Linked DNA regions of Mus musculus: region 2 is linked to region 1. Evidence: chromatin contacts called from public Hi-C data. All regions are on one chromosome and are shown on one strand. The core of a region is the stretch at or near the end of the contact, and the rest is flanking DNA. Distances in the headings are between cores, read along the strand shown.

What was found. A called contact is a pair of places that touch in the nucleus more often than the background predicts.
Region 2: a Hi-C map of cerebral cortex shows a contact between it and region 1, with 1.8 times the contacts expected there. The contact joins the promoter of Fam177b here to the enhancer-like site in region 1. A contact is called at or near these places in 4 of 39 promoter capture datasets (the 3T3-L1 cell line, the C10 cell line, hippocampal neurons and 1 more), 1 of 15 datasets of contacts at CTCF or cohesin (pro-B cells), 7 of 484 Hi-C or Micro-C datasets (the G1E-ER4 cell line, bone marrow-derived macrophages, cardiomyocytes and 4 more), 11 of 115 datasets of contacts at active chromatin or transcription factors (T-cell acute lymphoblastic leukemia, acute myeloid leukemia, bone marrow-derived macrophages and 7 more) and 2 of 9 other capture datasets (adipose tissue and pancreatic islet).

The regions. Positions count from the first base shown.
Region 1 is chr1:183,041,990-183,046,642 of GRCm38.p6, forward strand. No RefSeq gene overlaps it. Among named protein-coding and RNA genes, the nearest start is that of Gm33747, 21 kb to the right of the region's middle. Within about 2 kb of position 1,627, at least 28 of the 459 cell types and tissues checked have an H3K27ac peak or open chromatin away from gene starts, as enhancers often do. A contact at or near this core is called in cerebral cortex, where this site is marked.
Region 2 is chr1:183,273,892-183,278,544 of GRCm38.p6, forward strand. It overlaps Fam177b (protein FAM177B), which reads right to left and starts at 1,841. Exons shown (of 6, transcript XM_030244966.1): 1 at 1,836-1,841. The coding sequence starts at 1,841. Brox (BRO1 domain and CAAX motif containing) reads right to left here. Exons shown (of 14, transcript NM_027861.4): 14 at 2,461-4,547. The coding sequence ends at 4,461.

The DNA.
Region 1 (4,653 bases), core at 377-2,876:
GAAGAGATGCATAGGCCTGAGGTAGGGTTTTCTCAGAACAAAACAACAAAAAACAATACCAAAAAAAAAAAAAAAAAAAAAAAATGAGGATGGAGAACTACCCAGGTCACCATAGAAGAAGAGAATCTTTAAAAGGATTTTAATGTTGAATTGTTTGTGTGCACCCATGTGCAAGAGTGTGTGTGTGTGTGTGTGTGTGTGCACATTAGTGTAGGTACCTAGAGTGTCCAGCAGGTGGCGTCGGATCCTTGGGAGCCGGAGCTACAGACTGTTATGAGCTGCCCAGTGTAGGTGCCAGGAACCCAACACTAATGTTTAAGCTCAGTCATCTCTGCGCCCCAGAAGAAGAGACTTTAAATGGGAGCCCAACACAATCTCTGACCTGATTTGTGGTCCCTCATAAGCTGATGGCTCCCCCCCCCCATTAACCCTCCGTTCCCTGTCCACATCAGTAGGGATGCGTCCCCTGGCAGGGCCTGCACTGACTACCCTCAGGCAGGTCACATCTGTGTGATCACATCCACCTAGTTGCAGACATGTCTGCAGAGAGCCACCACCATGCAAGGCAGAGTGCAGGCAGCAATCTTTGTGTGCAAAGGTAAATGGGAAAAGACAGCAAGGTGGTGGTGACCCTGCGGTCTCCAACCCCACAGAAGAGAAGCATACCTCAGTGTGCCTTGGCACAAGTTGCAACGCTCTAACCAGGCACTTCCTAAGTGTGATGAAGAGATTTTTGTCTGCTTGGTCGACCCTAACTTCTCCCACTTCCACCCCCAGCTTTTGAAACAGGGTCTCCTGTAGCCCCTAGCAGATCAAACCAGCGCCTTCATGCACGCTAGACAAGTACTTTACCAGCCACACTAGCCCTGCTTGCCATTCTTCCAATCCCCTTAGCTTGTCTTGACTGGAACCATGTTTGTGGAATGAGCTATCAGAAGAGGAAACTGAGGTCCTCCAAGAGGAAGACTGTTACTAGTTCTCACAGTAAGTCATTTGCAACCTTTGCACATAGCAGGTAGCGGGAGAAAGCATTTGTTAATATGATTCTACAGTAGTTAGCTTCGCCTGTCTACTTCCAGTAAGCTAATTCACTCCTTGAAGTCAATTTTTACCTAAATGCTTCTTTTTGCTTTAGGGTCTCTGATACTTCATAAGAAATCAAGAGAAACGCCATGTTTATGGAACCTAAGAAATTATGAAAAATAGCTCCCATCTTACAGAATGGGCTGGCTGTTGAGCTCTGTGTTTTAACACAGTGCCAATGAACCGAGAGCCCTTCTGTAGAGGGTAGTCGAATAAATACGCCATTGTGTTGGGAACAGAGTGGCTTGCTCAGGCGCCTGCTTTCCATTTGCTGGCTGCCGGCAGACACCATACTCCCACACCCTTGTCCACAAATACTCTCTGCCCACGTCACACAAGCCTTGCACAGACTTGTCACTTGCTGCCCTGTCAATCCCACAAAAAGCAAAATATCTCTTTCTAAAGAAAGAACTGGCCATGGAGGGGGGGGTGTGGGCTGCTTGCAACGCATGCGGCTGTGGTCACCACCCTGGGGACATCCTTCTCCAGTCATCTCTGGTCATCTCTGCCCCCACCCGCCCGGACACACACACCCTCTAGACCCAACGAACCAACAGCTTCATTCAACACATTGGGGGCCCGCCCTGAGGCCAGGAAGCTTGATCTCTGTCCACTGCTATTCTGGGAACTTGGACTCAGCCCTGGAATTTTACTGGTCAGGCCTTTGAACTTTTCTCTAACCCTTGCCTTCCCTCTCCAGAGCCCCCCACCCCTAGACAGAATGTCTGTACCCACGGAAAGCAAGAACCCTAGACAAGTAGTGGGAATGGGGCAGGAGGATGAGAAGCTCAAGAGAAGGGCAGCAGGTAGCCCTCAGCTGCCTTCACTTTCTCTCTACAGCTAAAATTCAGGGTGTTCAAACTCCCTGCTGAACTAGGTTGTGGGTGGGAGGTCTCTCAGCCAGTAACCGAGTCCAGAAGACTGGCCTCCAGAAGGGGGCGGGTAGGGCTCATGACAGTGAAGACGCTGTCTCACAATTGTCATCCAGGGTCCTGGCTAGTGTGCAACATTAAATGGCATCTCAGGGACACACCAGGACCAGCTTCAGGGAAACAAATAAACTTTACCTGGGCTGAGCCAAGGATTATATAGTTTTGGGGATGGGGCTAGAATATCCAGGATGGGCAAAGGTCATTGGTTGAAGGCTTAAAGTACCAAGATGCCAAATTTTGTTTAATTTTCCTCTTTTATGTTAGAAGTTTTCAGAAGCCAGTTTGGTTTGGTTTCTTGCAAAAAAAATCAAAAGAGTATCTAGCTTTTTACATCATTAAGCATAAACATACCAGCAGTCATGTCGTCCTTGGCTGGATTACACCACTGTCTATCATATGAAGAATGAACACACACCAGATATATGTGATGAGATTCACCTCCCCGGAAAGGCATGCTTGGCCACAGAGGTGCCATCATCCATTTCTTGTGCTAGGGAAGGGAAACTTAGATGACTTTAAACTATGTACTTTGGGTGGTTCAGTGTGCCACACACAGGGCATATTGGGAGATCAGAGTACAATTGGCAGGGTCTCTGCTTCTACTGTGTAGGTCGCTGTGACTCTCCCAGCCCCTGGGGATCATTGGCCAATATCAGTCCACTACAAAGAAAGCAGAGACTATGGACGGGGGTTCGGAAGCTCTGTGAGTACATACAGTAAAGACAACAGACCAGGGCCAGATCAGCTTTACCTGGGCTGATTTAAAGTGTATATAGTTTTGGGGGTGGGGTCAGAATATCCAGGATGGGTAAAGGTCATTGGCTGAAGGCTTAAGGTGTGTAGATGCCTCATTAGGATGGAGAGGCATTCCAGGAATCTCAGGTGCTAGCTGGATGGGTTCTCATGAGGAGAAAGACAGTTAAACCTGTAATCTAACTAAGGCTACATGATATTCTGCAGATAGAGGTCTGTGGGGATTAAGGTCAGAGACGGGGAGTCCCTGCTAGTAAAGGGAGCCCTCCATTTGTGTGGAGCCCAGAAGGCTACCCAGACAACGGTAGACTTGGACCTTAATTATCAGGGCAACAGTTCAGGAATTGAACCCAGGACATTAGGCTTGGTGAGAAGTGCACTTACTGCTGAGCCACCTCTCTGACCCTTGGGTGACTTTTAGAACTTCTGTCATGGGCCCAGAGATATTGAAGCTCAGTTGGCACGCCCAATTACTTGATGACTATTTTGTGGCTCAACAAAGACATACCGGGCTTTAGGGACAAAAAGTTTGTGCATCAAACTGTGTTTATGAAAGCTGGGCTTCTGCTATGTGGGGCTGGGTCTCCTGGGGCCAGTGGCCCTGGTCTCTGATCTGTGATGAGCCACATAGCCCAACTAAACATTCTGCCAGTTTTCCCCCTACAGAGACAGATCAATGGCTTCCAAGTTATATGGCCCCAGGGCAGGGACTGGCTCCTGAACCTACATGCTTACTGGTCCTCCATGTCTGTCTCCTAACTCAAAATTTGTCACTCACAACTGAGGTAATGCCCTTATCCCTAATCTATACCACTGCATTTCAAACCAGAGACCATAGTGTTGTATGTGGTTGGCCCCTTGTACACCAGGGTCTGGATATTGTAGGTAGGATATGCTCATGGATCAAACACTTTTTAATGGGCACCTATTGACAACCCAGCCAAGAATTATAAGTAATGAGCACTTTCTCTATGGTTTAACTCTGGCTTGATACCGTTAAAGTTTAAACTTTCATATTCAATCCTCTTGACTCTGCTTCCAAGATTAAAGATTGTCTTCTGTTGGTGACTCAACTTCCCAAGCAATCTAGCCATACGAAAGGATTTTTACAGACCCCAAGTGTTTGTTGGCTCCATTCTGGTTTGTACGTGAGAGCCTGCTGGAGTGTCATGTGATTCAGCCTAAAGAGAGTTAAAATGAAGTTTGTCAAATTTTTGTTTTGTTTTGTTCTTTGAGACAGGGCTTCTCCTTGTAGCTCTGGCCGTGCTGAAATTTGTTCTTATAAATCAGGCTGTCCTTGAACTCAGAGATCCCCCTGCCTCTACCCAGCAAGTGCTGACATTAAAGGCACGTGCCATGAGACTTGGTGTGAAATTGTCAAATTCTTAAAGACCCTATGGGCCTCCTAGGTTTTCCCTGCTTGGCTCTTTGTACCGCCACAAACCAACCACAGCAGTTTTGTGACTGTGAGGAAAGGCCCCACACAGATCACCGTGGGGTTAACTCATTAGTGTCTGGGGACTGTCTGCTCCAATGGATTGGACCTTCGTGGGTATTGTCTGGCCTCAGCCTCACAGGGACTCAATATGTGTTTGTCCACGAGTATAGAACACTGATAAATGGCTGATTTAGAGCCTTTTAATACGACAAACGCAGAAAGTTGATTAAAGGCGCTAGCGTGCTTTCAATGACTTGGAAATACTGCGTGAAGACGATTACGTTAACCGGTCTCACTGCCTTTGAACTCAATAAAAGTGGTTTTAATCCAATTACTTCTAATTCAATGTCTATTAACTCAGCAGAGAGCTCTACAATAATTAACTTACTCTAAAAAGTAAAATTTCCAACAAAGCCTGAGCCAAGCAGAAAAACAAGTGACTGGGGG
Region 2 (4,653 bases), core at 591-3,090, 230 kb after region 1:
GGCTTAAATACTGTCTAAACTCAGATGACTGTGGGGTTTATGTATTCCACATCAGGCTTTTGCTTTGGCTATATTTCACAGAGCCACCTCCTTGCCATCTTTTCTTGGATGTCTCAATCCTGGTTAGACTGAATCAACACACACATACATACACACACACACCACATAACACAATCTACCCTGCTTGTCTTGCTATCTCAATATATGACAATTCTATCCCTATAGTATTGGCCATTCTTGATTCTTTAACCAAACCTCATATTAGATATATCAAGAAATTATCTTGTATATTTCCAGAACACTAAGAATTTCTGCCATTCAACTGTCCCACCCTGGTCTACACACCTGTATTATTTGTAAAGGTCTCCTTAGGCTTCCTATATAGTCTAGACTTAAAACAGCAACAACAACAACAAGCAGCCAAAGTTGTTCAACTCTTTGGTCCTGTCACTCCTGTATAAACCTCTCTAGGGGATCACTCAAGTCAAAGCCTTACAATGTCAAACCTTACAATGGCTTCTGGGACTGTGGTCTGACCTCTTGTGCTTTTGTTATGGCAGTCTTGTTGGGGCATGACCTGGATGTTGTCTTGAAACCACAGCAAGTGTGATCACCTGCACTTTACCCTCACATGACTGACGTTCTCCTGCGGAGGGAGTGAGGATGGTCATTGAACTCCATGCCTGAGACTCCAGCCCCACCCCCATGCTCCTTGCCCACAGCTGCATGCAGTCCTGCCCTGGCTGCACATCCCAGGAGGTACAGGCTACATGGGTGGAAGGCTGACTGACCTGAGGACTCCGGTCCTCCTTAAACTGTATATTTTTCTTTCTTTCTGCTCCCTTGCTTTTCACAAATCTGCATCAAGAGTAAACTCTAGTAATCACACACCCAGCAGAGTAAATATCAGGTCACAGTGAAGACTCTCCTCCACCAAATCTTGATCTAACCTTTCAGTTTAGTCTCAGGCATGTCCTTAGGACAAGGGCAGAGAGCAACCACATGCTTTGCCAAAATCTCACGAGAACGCTTTCTATCCCAATTGCTAATATTCTTCTCTAAAACCTGAGTTAGACCTCCAGTCCCCATTATCCCCAGAACTACTGTCCTCTGAGCTCCTAACCTTTGCTCAGTGTCCAACTGATTTTATAGTTCAAAATAAGTCTTCCACATTCTTCAAAACAAACAACAAACATGGCTAGGTTTGTGTGAGCAGTAGCCCACTCTAGAGTCCTAACTTCTGGCTTATTTTTCTATTGATGTGACAAAACATCACAGCCAAAGGCAACTTATAGAAAACATATGAATTAGGCTTCCTGGTGGTTAATCTACATCATAGCAAACACATGGTAGAACGCTGGGGCAGGAGCTGAGAGCTCACATCTTGATTCAGTTTGAAGTCTGAAGCTTGTATCCAATGAAACACCGCCTCTAACAAGGCCATACCCCTTAATCCCAAAGTTTCACCAGCTGGGGACCAAATATCACATAAGTGAACCTATGGGGGCATTCTCATTCAAACCACAGCAGGTGATGTTTTTCCTAGTTTGCTGCTGTCATCTTCTGCCCAGTGACATTCGTGTCCTGATGTATGGCTGGAACTCAGCATTCACTTAATGAATCATGCGATTAAATTTAGTGAGTATGGAAGGAACTATGTAATGAATTACAAAATACAAACTTGCAAGTTTTTTCTGTTTTTAAACAATCTTAGTATTTTTCTTGTTATCTATAATCATTTCAGTTTATTTATACCAAGAAAGCTCATGCTGGCTTCTGACTTGAAGGAGGAAGGCATCTCACCAACAGTCTGTTACTACTCTCTTGGTACTTACCATCATGTTTGCAAATGGATTGGGTTACAACAGCAAAGAACCAGCATTGGGTAATTTACACAGGAACTATCCAACCCTTTCCAGCCTCCACTGTTCCCAATTCACGATGCTGTGTAGGGGTCTAACCTGTGCTGAGCACAACCTCATAGAAGGAACTGGAGCTGTGTGTGCACAGCAGTCAGTGAGAATGCACAACAGGGACAAATCCCGTGTAAGCCACCCACTGCCACTCCTCAGGACCACGGGTCACCTGGGATGATCTTGCACCTTTATCTTCAGTAGTAACGGTGTGCAGTTATGTGCCTGTTTCTGGGCATTTCCCAATGTTTACATCATGGTAGATAATGCATGTCATTGTCGGACACCCTGGAGGTGCCCAGCCCTGGCTAGCCACAGCTCACAGAATATGGTGTTGAACTGGTACAATGGGCTGGATGAGCTAATTAAAGCTGTGCTTTCCACATGAAGATGTGGTTAAGTCCCAGTACAAACACAAGCATAAACTAAGTGTGTCAAGGAAATTAACTCAGGAAGCAAAGAACAGACCCAACTGTCATTTAAAGTATAAGAATTTTTCCTGCACCAAATCTACTAGCAGATAATCACCACATAAATCCAGCGAACATGTAAGTAAAATGGCTTTTATTTTCATAAATAAAAAGATAAATCATATAAACACTGTACAGAAGTAGCTGTACAGGAGCTGTCCTCGCCTGGTATGAAACACATGCAACACCAATGTCCAGTGTCATCTCTGCACAGCCTGCCTGCCAGTGCTTTATAGTCAGCGTCCCCACAATCCCTGCTACTGCTTCGGAACCTCATGGTGCGCCCGGCGTATACGAGGCTTCTGGTGTTAGCTTTACAATCAACAAGACTGCTCATGCGATCACGTGAACATGGCCAATGATGGATTTCAACACCTGCATTTACTGCCTTTACAGAAGCGCCGGACATAGTATGTGTTTCCATTTCATGAACGGCAGTCGAGTCCACAGAAACCGCAGCGTGCCTACCTAGGTTAATGAGGGTTAGTACACAGAGCAAGTCCTACAGGCAGAGTATAAACAGGCAGCAGCAAGTACTAGTTAGTTTTGTCAGTAACTAGTTAGTTTTGTCAGTCACTGGCATTTAACAAGTGACTCTGTAGGAAGGGTGACAACGTAATAAAGTATTGTTTTCCTATAGGCAGCAAAATAAAACTTAATGCCCATTCAGTAGTTACTCCAAGTATTCTGAAAGCTACAGCTTAAATATTAGATACTGCAAGCTGTAACTCACATTTTAAATTATTTTTTAAAAAACCCTTAGTGATTATATGTAGCTTTTCAAAGGAGTATAAACTATGATATATGATTTATTGACTACTGTCTTGATTGACAGGTATAATCTCTTCATTCTTCATCATGAGATGTATATTCCTGTTTCAATACTTTATGCAGATTGATGTGTTTCTCACAGGGTGGCTAAAGGGATGCAGTGGTCTACGTATGTGCCTATACACTGTCTGGCACACAGTAAGTTCTCACATACATTATTATTCCTATTATGCGAAGCAATCTGTCACCTAGAAAAGGAAGTTAACACCCCAGGAGAGCAACCAAGCAGGATACACCCACATCTGTTACTTGGTAAAGTATCACACACCCATCATTCCCAGTGTGTGGGTATAAGCAAATCCTTTAAACACATAGTTTGTGTGTCTATATCCTAACCTCTGTCACTATGGCCTAACGCCAAGCCATTACTATAGGATACTGAAGAAAACCATGTTAAAAACACAGTGTCCACCAAAATCAGGGAACAAAGGCATTTTCTTAAAACTCTTCTAACAAAGGAATTACCAGTGTGAGTCAGGACAACCTATCTTGGTTGAGTTTACGAAGGCTTTCTTTACAACATGCAACATTTTAATTCTTCAAAACACACTACCATTCTCTTCCTCTCTCTACACAGAAGCACTAAATGCTAGTACAAAGCTTTACCCCTTAAGTAAAAAGTTCATTAGAAAAGGTACTTGTAAGAAAACCACCACTGTGTGGGTAGTGCGGGTGGAGAGAGCACGGCCCTCCGCTGCTGAGCCAGGCCGAGGGGCACAGACCCAGACTGCTGAATTTCACGTAACTTCCATATTCCTGAAGACACGATTTCCTAGTACAGGGAAAGAGCTTGGTCTGAGGTTTTCTGATTTTAACTGCGATTCTGTTTCCCCACCTAGACTAAGCTAGACTCGGATCTGACAATGTGGTGATGAAAGGTGAACCCATCTCTTTTCAAAACATCCTTCTGGTATCAAACAAGAAGAACAAACATTTCTGTGAAAGTAGAAAAACATGAACATGAAACTTACTATCTAGAGTTCAGAAAAGGTCCAATCCCCCACATATACTCATTAGAGGCATAAAAAACAACCCTTCCAAATGTTGTCCTGATTAAAAAAGCAGAGCCCAGAAGCAAAATCATGAAATGCCTCTATGTTAAAAATCAAGAATAAATAAATGAAAGGCCAAGTTGCTCTGAAGCTAACAATTATCCTGTGGGCTTCAGAGAAATCAGAAACGGCGAACTGAAGCCCCACAGTTTCTCTTGTGGACCAGCAGAGATTGCAGTGAGTGACAGACATTCTTATGAGACCGAGCACCCAGTGTCCTTCTGAGGTCTGATATCTGGTTCCTTTACAGGTTTCACGTCCTCTTCCGGTTTGGGTTTGACCTAAGGAGAAAGAAAACAAGGTAAATATGCAGGTGAAGTAGAGAAACCCCACAAAGGCCTGCCCGACTTCAGACGGTCAAGGCCGCACTGAGGCTGCCACCCATCC